2 separate regions of the Gossypium hirsutum genome follow, and region 2 is linked to region 1. The links are chromatin contacts, called in public Hi-C maps. All regions are on one chromosome and are shown on one strand. Each heading gives the region's core, a stretch centred on a gene start, on an enhancer-like site or on the middle of the called end of the contact. The rest is flanking DNA. Distances are from core to core; before and after follow the strand shown. Region 1 holds the start of LOC107893860 (glutamate receptor 3.7). Region 2 holds the start of LOC107916640 (probable beta-1,3-galactosyltransferase 2).

What was found. Hi-C and Micro-C count contacts between places; a contact is called where the count stands out from the background.
Region 2: a Hi-C map of leaf shows a contact between it and region 1, with 4 times the contacts expected there. The contact joins the promoter of LOC107916640 here to the promoter of LOC107893860 in region 1. A contact is called at or near these places in 3 of 34 Hi-C or Micro-C datasets (all in leaf).

The regions. Positions count from the first base shown.
Region 1 is chrA13:55,220,475-55,227,161 of Gossypium_hirsutum_v2.1, reverse strand. LOC107893860 (glutamate receptor 3.7) reads left to right here and starts at 3,631. Exons shown (of 6, transcript XM_016818998.2): 1 at 3,631-4,478; 2 at 4,930-6,275; 3 at 6,559-6,687. The coding sequence starts at 4,220.
Region 2 is chrA13:55,859,740-55,866,426 of Gossypium_hirsutum_v2.1, reverse strand. LOC107916640 (probable beta-1,3-galactosyltransferase 2) reads right to left here and starts at 3,730. Exons shown (of 11, transcript XM_016845955.2): 1 at 3,262-3,730; 2 at 2,656-2,752; 3 at 2,506-2,570; 4 at 2,210-2,421; 5 at 2,027-2,090; 6 at 1,416-1,488; 7 at 1,153-1,273; 8 at 937-1,024; 9 at 729-854; 10 at 494-603; 11 at 1-217. The coding sequence starts at 3,371. The coding sequence ends at 69.

The DNA.
Region 1 (6,687 bases), core at 2,382-4,881:
ACATTAAAAGAAAATCTTTATACTTAAATAACACTAAGATAGTTACAACTTAGCAAGAAAATACCTCTAAAATAGTAGCAAAATCAATAATAAAACAAGAGTTATACAATATCCAAACAATAAGAACAAAATAGTATGAATATAATATCAAATTGGCAATAAACAACAGCAAAAAAATGTAGACAAATTCGGGTCGCGTACGAGCTAAAAAAATCTTACCTGATGTCAACCCATTTAAAAAACGGGTCTTATTTTTTTGTCTAAACTAAATTTTTGAGTTTACATTTTTACTTAAATTCTCTTACTTTTTGAAAAGATCTCCAAGCCTGAACAGATTACTCTTCGTAGTGATAAATTATAATCTAAGCGCACTGCAACAATCTTACAAGTTCCATCCATGCAGTCGCCATTTTGCTTGCATTTGTTTTTAAATTAGGCTTCTAGCCATGTAAAAACCGTATTTACTTTGATAGATCCGAATCAAGTCTTCTTATGAGTGAAGGATTGCATCTAATTAATTTAGATGAAAAGAAATCTTTTTGTACAAAAACAAAAGCAAAGTAAATTGGATGCACACAAAGAATCAACCTAATTGGATGCTAAAGTTAAGAGGAATAAAACTTCACTTTAATATTAAGCAACAAAATTCAAAAGAATAGTGAAAAGGAAGACCTTTCCAGTTAAAGTTATCCATTATTAAATTTTTCTTGATTTTAATAATTTAATTTGAAAAATGTTGTCGATTTAAATTTTAATATATTGAATTAAAAAATTTGTTAAGGAGTGATTATTTTATATAAAAATCAGAGAAATGTAAGGTTTAAGTTTCGCCATCTATTTCAATGTTAAGATTACCAAAAATTGTATAAATTAAAATTAATATATTTATATTTAATAGTATTTTTTGCTATTTGAATTTTAATTTGATTAATATCAGTGTTGTTGTTAGTATAAAAAGACATAATGGTTCTAGGGATTATACAAAAAAATATATCTTGTTAAAAAATATAATGATTAGATTTATTTTTAATGATTTTTAAAATTATTTACAAATTTATTAATAATACATTTTAATAAGGTAAACTACATTGGAGGTCACTCTAAAATGGTCTCATTTCTATTTTGGCCATTTTAATTTATTTTTGTTAATTTAGTCACTTTCATTAGAAAAATTGACAAAAATGACTACTCAGCTATGAAAGCCTTAACCGATTGTTGATTGGGCCTAAATAAAGGAAAAATTATTCTTTTAGTCCATTTAAAATTAACACCGTTGCTATACTCAAGAAGTTTTAATTTTTTTATGCTTATTTCTGACGTGGCCACCATCTCCACTCCTTCGTCTTTCACCCAAACAAAAAAACTTTGTCATGGCTTTTGTCCTAAAAAACACATCATCATTGGTTTAGTACATTCCTCTTCATTCACTATTGATGTCGTTGTTGACTTTGGATTGGATTTCGGTACCTTGACCATGGCCGAGAGTTTTCTTCTACTTCTATGGTATTACAGCCGAGAGATGTTATGGATAAATGCCACGTGTGCAAATCTTACAGTTGTTTGGGGTGCAACCTTTTCTTGCAAAGTCAACAAAAAGACAAAAATGGAGTTGGGGCTACTAATAAAACTAAAACTAAACATTTATTTTTATTAATTATTCAGATGCAGGTTTTTTTGCTCATTGTTACTCGTCTCTCCCATAACTTCCTACTTTTATAAAAAATGGTAAGTCACGAAGTCGTCATTACTTACAATTGCGGTTGCTGAAGATACTGCAGCCTATATGTCAATTAGTAAAGTGTTCTTTACTACTACAGCTTCGTATTTGTACTGTTTAGATGATTGGTTTTGAAGTAATGTTAGTTTCATCCAAGGTTAAAAGGATACACTAACCTCTCAAAGTTGTGTATATTATTGTTCTTTTCTTTTTTTAGTTTGATTTAAGTGGAATGTAATTATTGTATAGTTTCAATGTTTGGGTTAACAAAAGACTTTGAATTTTAAAAAAAATACACTTAATACATATATTTTTGTGTGAAGAGTTATCATCTTTTCATAAACTATGACGAGATAAGAGGAAGAAACAAAGGAGATAATGGGGGAAGACAGTAGTGGAAGCATATCAGAGGTTGGATCATGCATTTTTTGATGTTAGTTAATATAGTTTTTTATGGAGATTTAATGGATTAACTTAAAATTTTGTAATTTATAAGGGAACTGAAAGAATAATTTCTCCTTTTTTCTAGTCCAATCAACCATTTATTAAGTTGTCAAGGGTTTAATGGCTAAATAATTATTTTGGTCATTTTTTTTAACAACAATAAAGAATAATATAGAAACCTTAACACAATTGCGAATTAGAATGTGTCAATAAAGTTAATAATAGGTACAATATGCTACACAATTTTATTAAATGTAAAATAAAATCTTATCTATTAATTCTGTTTTTATAAACAAATATAAAATGAAATTATTCATTTATTTGAAAAAAAATCCATTACCAAATAAACAAGGTATATGAAAGTGTATTGAATAATGTGAATAAGAATGGATGGATAGAGTTTGTAATGGCTAGAATTTACATGATTTTATTAAATTTTAAAATAGAAATCTTATCTATGCATTTTCCCTCAACTCCTATGCACTATTGCCACCATGCAACAACCCTCACCCATCATTCATCATCTACCTTTCTAACCTCTCACCTGACTCAAAATCAACTCCAAAATACTTTGAAATCTCAATATCCACAACACCCCTAATACTCGATGCTCATAAAAACACTCAATAAACCATGAACCATCAAGATAAAATAATAATAATAAACATCATCAACAACAACAACAAAAAAGAAACAAGAACTCAATTTGGCTTGGTTCGGTTTAGGTGGTTTGGGTTCATCTCTTGGCCATCTCACATGCTGACAAGGGGAGGAAAAGGAGGCCTAGAAATGTTAGTGGTGGGAAAAGACGACCTGAACAATGGTGCAACCATCCAAGAAGTAGCAACAATTGGCAGCTCTGACAACGCAATAGTGGACAACAACTAGGGTTTTTTGAAAAAAGAAAAAAGGAAAGAAAAGAAGAGGAGAGAAAAAAAAAATAGAGGAAGTGAAAGAATAAGTAGAAAGGAGACCGCCGGTGGCGCCAGTGGTCGGTGAGGGTGAATTGAAGATGTGTGCGTATTGTGGAGAGTGAAACTTGATAGAATTTATTGTTGTTATTTTAATAAATTTATTATATGGATAATATGAAATTTTATATCAATTTTTTGACTTGTAAAGAAAGTAATTAAAAAATTTAATTTTATAAAATTAAATTATTAAATAAAAAAATTAATAATTAGTTCATCAAAATAAAGCGAAAAGAATAATTATACTTACCCTTTTCAATTGGATCCTCATTTAAAAAAAATACTTTTAGTAGTTAGAGCAAAATATTTTTTAAGCTGATAGGTGGGATTTAAAAAATTATTTATGAAAAATTAAAACAAAAAAAAATTAGAATAAGATTCTATGATTCCAAGCGTGTGAATCACGCACCTTTGTGCACGTAGAAACGAAACTTTCTTATTCTTTCATTAAAAAATAATGTACACTAGTGCATGCAATGCAAGTAGTAGTAATAAATGATAAATCTATCTCTTTCCTAAATAAAGTCTTAATTTCTTTTTCTGAGCCAAATAAAATTAGCAGTTCATTCATTGAATTTATTGTCTATCAATTATTCAAAGAAAAGTATAGTATTCTGTTTTGCTCGATATGCCTCTAAGAAGTTCAATTACCAGATGCCCTACTTCACTGTTTGTTTTAAACATGACTTCCACAAGTTCCAAATTCCATGTCTAAATCACATTTTTCTTACTTCCAATTTACTACTTTGCAGCCATGAACTTTAGTACCATTTTAGCTAATAGGTGTAGGCAAATAGTATGGTAGCTTTAACGCTCTTGACTCTTCCCTTCCAGACTCCCAAGTTTTTTTTCTTAATTATTATTTAAGTTTAAATTTTATTTTTCAGGTTGAGGTTGAGTTTTCTTATTGATTTTATAATCTAGGTATTAGTAAAAAAATCATGCTTGGCTTTCTGTTATTAAGATTTCTTAACCCCATGAATTCCTGACTGTAGACAAAGGCTAACTCTTTAAACAGATTAAGGGCAAAAAAAGGGGGAGAGAGGCTCATTTTCATTCAAGTTGTTGGTTCTGATAGCTTTCAACAATGAAAAATCTTGGGTTTTCTTGGTTTTTTTGTTTGATGATATGGGTGTCCCTTAATTGTCTTGTGAGTTGTCAGAAGCCTGGTGTTGTAAATGTTGGTGCTGTTTTCACTTTTGATTCTGTTATTGGTAGAGTTGCAAAGGCAGCAATGGAAGCTGCAATCTCTGATATCAATGCTACTCCCACTATTCTGAATGAAACCCGTCTTAATTTGATTGAGGCTGATGCTAATTGCAATGCCTTCTTGGGTTCTATTGAAGGTAACTTGAATTCTGTTCCTTCATTCTTCCTTTTTTGCTTCTTAAAACTGTTATAATACACGGTTAATTTTAGCAGTTTTTTTTTTTTTTTTGTAATCACAATTTTAGTGAATATTTTGGATGGTGGGAAAAGTTATGATGTCTAATTCAGTTTTACTGTATATCTTCCTCCTTATGCTCTCTGTTCTAGGTTAACATGAATTTGTTTCTAGCTTTCCTTCGATTATATTCTAGCTTGATCATAATGAAATTGCTAAGCTTTTTAATCCTTCAGTGAGCTCAGATAGATGCCATATCTCTCTTGATCTTATGCTTTCTATGTGGTGTGATTTCCATATCTGGCAAAACGTCCCTTTGAGTCATGATATTCCTTCAAAAATTTTACTGCTAAGAATATTAAACAAAAACTAAAGTTGTTCTAAAACAGATTGAATCTTTGTTTTTTTGTCAGCTTATCAAGTAATTGAACGAGAGGTTGTGGCTTTTATTGGTCCACAGTCATCTTCAATTGCTCATATGATTTCTGAAATTGCCAATGGTCTTCAAGTTCCTCTTGTTTCGTATGCCGCCACCGATCCAAGTGTCTCCGCTAAGCAATTTCCATTCTTTGTCCGAACTGTGCAGAGCGATTCCTACCAAATGAATGCTATGGCTTCTTTAGTTGATTTTTATGGATGGAAAGAGGTCATTGCTATCTATGTGGATAATGATTATGGGAGGAATGGGATATCTGCCCTAAATGATGAACTCAATAGGAGAATGGCAAAAGCTTTCTATAAATTGCCCTTGCCTGTACGTTTTACACAACATGACATCGTAGCTGTTCTCAATCAATCTAGATTGCTAGGTCCTCGTGTTTATATTGTTCATGTTGACCCAGACCCTGGATTAAGAATTTTTGCCACTGCTGAAAAGCTTCAGATGATGAGCAGCAACTATGTGTGGTTTGCAACAGATTGGCTTTCTGCTACCATAGATTCATTTGCTCCCATGAATAGAACTGCTCTTAGTGTGCTTCAAGGGGTAGTTGGACTTCGCCAACATATTCCAGAGTCGAACCAAACGAAGGATTTTTTATCTCGATGGAAAAAGATGCAGCAGCAAGGGTTGGTAAAATCAGAGTTGAATACCTATGGCCTTTGTGCTTATGACACGGTTTGGACAGTTGCACGCTCAATCGACAAGTTCATAGATGATGGCAACAATTTCACATTTTCATTAAGTGTTAAGCTAAATGATTCAAAAACAACTCAAATGCATTTGGGGAAGCTTAAAGTTTTCGATGGTGGTGCTATACTACTCGATGATATATTGAACACAAGCTTCTCTGGTTTAACCGGTCCCGTTCGTTTTAATTCAGATCGAAACATTGGAACTTCTGGTTATGATGTCATTAATATTGACAAGATGGCTGTTCATATCGTTGGTTTCTGGTCTAACACCTTTGGTTTCTCAGTTTCTCCCCCAGAAACCCTTCAAGGGACAAAAAATAGGCATTCTGAGATAGAACAGAAGCTTGGCAAAGTTGCTTGGCCTGGTGGAAAGACCAAAGCACCTCGCGGCTGGGTGATTGCAGATGATGAACGTCCGTTGAGAATTGGAGTGCCCTATAGAGCCAGTTTCGTTGATTTTGTTACAAAACTGAATGGTAGCCATAAAATTGCAGGATACTGTATCGATGTGTTCACTGAAGCACTGAAATTTGTCCCGTATAATGTTCCTTACAAATTTGAGCTTTTTGGGGATGGTCAGTCCAATCCTAATTACGGCCAGCTTGTACAGAGGGTTGCAGATGATGTAAGTATGACCTTGATTTACCTAATTCCTTCACACCAAAATGTCATAAATCCATAGGGCCAAATATCTCTTCTTTTTTTTTTTTTTATATCACGTGCTCTAGATGTTTCTTTTATGACAAAAGACGAGGGACAACTAATCAGTTGCATGGTTAAACCTTAGTCCAATAAGTGATAAATAGCATGGTTCCACACAAATCTAAAGGTCTTGCACTGTGCAGAGGTATGTTTGTTTATAGATAGAGCTTGTACATCGTAATCAATTTGTAAAATTGTGGTACCAGGTGTTTGATGCAGCTGTTGGGGACATTGCAATTGTGAAAAACCGGACAAAAGTTGTGGATTTTTCTCAGCCTTATATAACTACCGGTCTCGTCATAGTAGCTCCAATTCACAATACAAAATCAAGTGCT
Region 2 (6,687 bases), core at 2,481-4,980, 640 kb before region 1:
TCTGCTTGCGCATGCTCAACGCTCCACCATATTGTCTTCCTGAGTCAGGAAGCACATGAAACCGGCAATTAGAAAGTAGCACTCCACAAAGCAGTCTCACCTTCCCCACACCGCCGATGAACCTCTTTAATCCTATCAGCAGACCGGCAAATTCCGCTGCAAGTCCAATCAAAGGAAGCAACGCAGATGTTGCCAGCTTGGGCTTTCCATTCACAATCTGCATTCACAGCCATTTACACACTTCAGCTTTTTGGTGTTTAGTATATTTCACCAGGTTTTTGAATTGATACGATAATGACTCGCTGCCAACTTGTATGACATGTGAACCAGTAATCTTACCAACCATAATTATAGTTCGTGTTAGATTTTACATCATCATCTTCCATGCAAATTAAACAAGTATGAACAATGACTTGCCACAAGCGGTCTACCTTAATCTTTCAATCTAATATAATCATAATTCTCCTCAAATTCGAGTGTTTTAAGACTTTACCAGGTGGCGTGCCACAACATAATCTCCGATCATCAATATGTTCCACATCAAGTCCAATAAACCAAGATCCCAGTGAAACATCCTCATTAGCATACTTATGTAGAACGTGTCTGACATAATCATGCATGTATGTAATCATCATTAGTACAAAAATTGATAACAATGAGAAGCAGGTCCTCGGATTCATGCACAGGCTTCATCGTAAAATTTTAAACAGAGAGGTCTTGGATCTTACCGGTTTATTGATATATATGAGGCCAAATCTTTTGAAATGGCATACAACTGTCCAGTAGCATGCCGGAAATATTTGTTTCCTGTCTCGCCGAATTTCCAGTGCTCGGGTTCATGGTATCTAACTCCTCTGTTCAATGATATAACAATTAAGAAACTGGTACACTTCCACAAAAATCTTTTGTAGAAGAAGAAAGGAATATGTAGCTCACTTTTGAGAGAGGACGGGACCAGATTTCATGCATCCGATATATACACGAGGCTTCTTTCGGTGTCTAACTAGAGTTTCTCCAAGTGTTGCTGCGGTAATTTTATGGGAGATTAGAACATAAAATAACAAGAATTAAAAGTATATGTACCTAATTACTGTTAAGTGCAATGAGGTACTATAATTCTCACAAGAAGCATATAAAATAAACAGAACTTACCTATATTTACATGGACATCGTCATCGACTTTAACATAAAAATCTGCATCCCACAAAGCAACAGCAGTAGCAAAATATATCTTGGTCTTTGCAGACAATTCAAGGTAACCTTCAACATGGTCCTGCTTGCAATCGAAACAACATATTTCTTGGTCCATTATTTTCTCAAAAGCAAATAGTAATGGAATGTTCTTAAATAGGCTAGCATATTTTTAGCAGCATAGCCTAAACAATAAAAGATCAATAGTTGCCATAACAACCTACCAGCCTCAAGAAGTCTCCATGCTTCTTATCCTCTGCTTCAATTGCTCGGTCCAAAATACCACCCGATGTAGCACTGTATATGAAAAATTATTCAATTTAATTGCTTATAGCACCATTTAGAGTGTGTGCCAAGGAGATCGTAAGAAAAGAATAATGGGCATAACAGGATATGTAGGTCCCAAACTATTTGCAGACAGTATTTCATGACAGCGGAACGGCTATAAAAAGCAAGAAATATCGTCACCATCTTTGGCTGGAATATCAATATATGATTATTGGTTAATGGTAATTTTTTATCTTATTCGAGCAAAAGTTAACAAGCCATCTTCGGGTGTCGTCAATATTGAACCGAACCAGTGTCTCATTTCCATGAGAAATAAAAACCAAGTCTAATAATAAAAGTAGCCTTGAAAAGGCATACCATGCAAGGCAACACAGTGCTAGAGTGGTTCATCAAGGTTGGTTCTCTAAGCTTCCTTAAACTTAATCATCCATAAGGATTCAAAGGCAATGAAGAATACAACTAAGTTAATAGCATAAGAACAGCAAGAAAAAATATAATACTAGTTCACTTATAAAACAATACGATAGAAAGAGAATTAAACCATCACCTATGGCCAATAACAAAGCGAACGATAATGCCTTTTTCATCCTCCAATTTCTTCCTCTTTTCACCTATTTTCCAAAACAGATTTGATTCAGCACCCGAATTCGCATTAGAATATCAGGAAAGGAGCAGTTGTGTGTTAAGGGAATGGGGGTATGGAAGGGTCAAAAAGAATCAATCCGACCACCTTGTGGCATCCATGTAGCACGAACTGAGTCTCTTCTTTTCCTGCTGCTGAAAGCCGTATTAATTCCGATAACCATCAGATACTTTCTCTTCCTAGATGATCCAACTCTACTCACATCTTCGGATAACGAAGAACCACCGTGTAAAGATTCTTGAGCCGCCCTTGCAGCAGCTAATTCCATCTCTAAGTTGGAAATAGTCTTATCCAATGTCCTACATCGAAAAATGACACAACCAGTTCATTGATCAGTCACTTAAAAATCAAATGAACCATAGTTAGACAAAAGCAATACTAACTGTATAGCATGGTGAGTCTTGAAAACCTCCCCAATGATGTCCTTTGATACATGCTTTTCTCCTTTCTGATACAAAGAAAGGAAACCAAACAGCTTAAAACCTACAAAACTTAACAAAAGGTTTATATGAATGCAAGTTAAAGAGACTCACAGCTTTTAGGTTACAACCCTCAGAAATGAGTTTTAATTTTTCAGCTTCTACGGCGGTTATCCGCATGATAGCTTTAGATTCAGGAACAGCCACCATCCTGTTACCAATTTTACACATTAACATAATGAAAACCCAAAATTTTACCTGTAATCCAAATTTGAACCAAAAATTTTTATATGTGCAAAAAAAGAAAGAAAACAAAAGCAGTAAAAATTTCAACTATAGTCAAGGTTCCCTATTGCAACTATTTAATTCTTCTGCACAACGTTTATCAAATGATGAAACATCAATGAGATAAAAGCATTAAAATTAGAACGCTTAATATATGAAAATTGACTTGTCAATTGAAACCAACCTTATCCCAAAGGTTAGATCCAATTTTGCATTAATAGGCACACCAAATAAATAAGACCCACTAATAATTAAAAAAAAGAAAAAAAAGAGAGAATTGAAACTCAACATGAACACAAGCTTGGACAAATAATTGTAAAAAGAAACATAACTCAAAAATCTATTAACAAAGCAAATTAACATGGTTTCACCATTGAAATAAGGGAAAGCCAAAAGTTTTAAACTTTCAAAAAAAAAGAATGTAAAGGGTATTACCTATTGGTGAAGAGAATTCCAGCACAGAAGCAGCTCAAACAAAGAAGAAAAGTCCATTTCTTTGAAACAAAACTCCTAGTAGACTGCTCTGTTTTGCTTTTAAAAGACATATTTTCGAAACTTCCCAACCTAAAATCCCCTCTATTTCTCCAACACTAGCAATCAAAGAAGCAAAAAACCCATATGGAAAAAAAAACAGAAGAAGCTTGAGCCGAATCAAACGACAGTTGCAAAAAATGAGCTCCAACTTTTTTTCAGAAGAAGAGAAAGAAACAGAAACAGAGAACTCTGTTTTATTATGAATTGCTATTTTTATTCCTTTCTTTTTTTTGTTGTTGGTTTGTTTCTGTGTATAGATTCTGTGTGTCAAAGCCTCAAAAAGAGAGGTCTAACATTGCTTGCAGGCAAGGGACGTTGAACACAAGTGAGAGACGACCCACTACTAACCGCTTCTCTCTTGCTTTCTTCTTATACAAATTTACCATTTCATCCCTTTTATTTATTTATTTATTTACATGTGATGATATGTATTTATGCTCGGCTAAGCATGGTCGGGTTGGATCTCACCGCGCTTCGATTTTACTTTTGTTTTATGTTGAAGTTTCATTCATTTTATTCTTGAAAAATATTTTATATTAAATTTACATTAAAAAAACATTTTTGAATTACTTAACTTAGAATTTGAGTGTCTGAAATTAAAAGAAATTTGGCTAATGTGACAGGTCGTAAATTAACTAGTTAATTGCAATTATTTTTTTAAGATTTTTTTTGGGTTAATATAAAACTTGAATATTTTATCAATAAAGGTATATTTCCAACTTTATTTACGTAAATATGCCACTTTTTTCATTATTTACTGAAATGGGCAAAAAATATTAAAACGTGCCCACGTAGGAGTATTTTAGGGGGAAAATTCAGCAAAACGCATCCTAAGGGAGCAATTTTGTCATGTCAGCACAAAACGCGCTGACGTGGATGTGTTTGCTAACATGACAAAATCGCTCCCTCAAGGATGTGTTTTAGCCCTTGTTTTTCTAGGGTTAGGGCTATTTGCATGTTTATTGCCTAGGGTTTGTGGGCTTAGGTTAGTGTTTTGTTAAAATAATTTAGGGTTTTATTTATTTAAAGTTTAAGAATTTTAAGAAATAAATTATGGTTTATAGTTTTAAAAAAATAATAATTAAATTAGGTTTTAGGGATTTTAAATAAATTAATTAAATTAGGGTTTAGAGTTTTTAAAAAAATTATTTAAATTAGGGTTTAGTTTTTTTTTAAATAATTTTTATATTTAGCTTTTAGGGTTTTTGTAAAAGGGTTTAGGTTAAGGGTTAAGAAAAAATTATATTGAAAAGAATGATTTTATTTTTTTCTACAATAGTTTCAAAAAATTTAATTTTGAGAAGACGGTTCTGAAAAGATAATGTCAAAAACGCTTCAAGCAGGATGGGCTGTCAACAAAATTACTAAAAAAAGCTTCCATGTGGACGCTGTTCTTCTACAGTAGTTCCTAAAAAAAATTGAGAAGACGGTTCTAAAAAAATAATGTCAAAATGCTTTAAGCAGAATGCACTATCAGCAAAATTACTGAAAAAAGCTCCTACATGGACGCTCTTTTTCTATAGTAGTTCCTAAAAAAATAATTTTTAGAAGACGATTCTAACAAAATAGTGTCAAAAACACTTCAAGCAAGATGCACTATCAGCAAAATTACTGAAAAAGCTTCCACGTGGACGCTCTTTTCTACAGTAATGCCTATTTGGCCTTAGGCTATAAATGAGTCAAATTTCAAACTCAAATTGCATAAGTTACAACAAAAAAAAATTAGAGAGGCTAAGCAAAATAGAAATTGAAGATGAGTGAACGTATTAGTGTTGTTATTTACTATGATGGTGAGGTCCGTGACATCAAGAACAGTGTTATTTTTTTATCGAATAACACAATGTGACTGGTTTTTAACCATAACATAGATTTGACAGAATTTCGTAAAAGATTTAGGTGTAAAATTTTTGGAACGAAGTCAATGAGAGTTTCATCTATTAAGTATCGATTTTGTGCTTCGATTGATCTCGTGACATATGACTCATTTGATATCAAAGGTGGTGTAACTTGGAGGCGATGGTGCAAACTCATCTCGTTAGTGGATCACCCTATCTTAAGTTATATGTACAATTTTTATTGCCAAATGAAGCATTTGCAACTTCAACATCTACTGCTGTTCAATAAGAATACATGACCTCTACCCGACACTCCGTCAGTGGTAGGCAGAACATGGAAGCGTCTGTGTTTGGTAGCAGTATGGAATACACAACTTCTATACGACACTCAGTTAGTGGATGGGACATACACCTCAGTAGGTTGATGTTTGATGGTAAAAATAGGTACTGGGGAATGACATCAACTTCTAGTAGTTGGCAATTCATATCTGATTAGGGACATTACGAAACGTCTACAAGAAGGGATGATGTACACCCTATGACGTCCATCGGCGAGGAGACCTCATACGTTGCAGATAATGGTGTGTTGGATGATGAGCCCGATGTTGATCCACCTCAAGAGCCTGACCCTGATAGTGTAGAAGTTGAATTATTTTCTAAACCGGAGCCTGTTCTAAACAAACTTGAAGACGGTGGAGGGGGTTCAGATGAAGAAGAAGAAGATCCTTGATTCAGGGCGTACTTGCCTCCAGCCCACATGTATAAGGTCGATCTATCGGTAGATGATGCGTTAGAGTTTCCAGATCTACCTACACAAAAGGCATGACCGTATAAGTTCATCATTGGATTCGGGTGAATTGGAAGTTGGAAAGGTGTTTTCTAGTAAGGATAGTTTTCTTGATTCATTGAAACAACATAGCATCATGAATAGGGTTAACTACTACGTGGTTAAATTTAAATCCAAAAAGTTTGAGGCTAAGTGAACAGTGCAAGACGGTACATGTTCATGGAAAATCATAGCTTCAGTTAGGAAAATGACAGGCTTATGGGAGATAAAAAAGTACAAAGGTCCACTTACTTGTGTTATCAGTATAGTATCACTAGGTGTTTAGGGTTTTTGAATAATACTGTTATTACTTAATGTTGCATTATTTAACGTACTTCGTTGACAGGTGTTTCACAAGATCATCCCAAGATGAATTCAGATATGATAGCTAGCTTAATACTACCGATGGTAAAGGCGGATCACAGGACTTCTGTGTCGGTCTTAATTGCCAATATTCGTAGTCAATTAAGGTACACGCCCTTTTACCGTAAGGCTTGGATAGCTAAGCAGAAGGCATTGGAAAATATGCATAGTGGATGAGACGCTTCATATAATGAGGGGTAGCAATGGTGTCAGGTGTTGGAGAGGTACGTCTCAGGTTGCATAACAGACCTTAAAACGAGCCCTACGTACTACAACGATCATTTGCTCCGTGGATACCAAGTG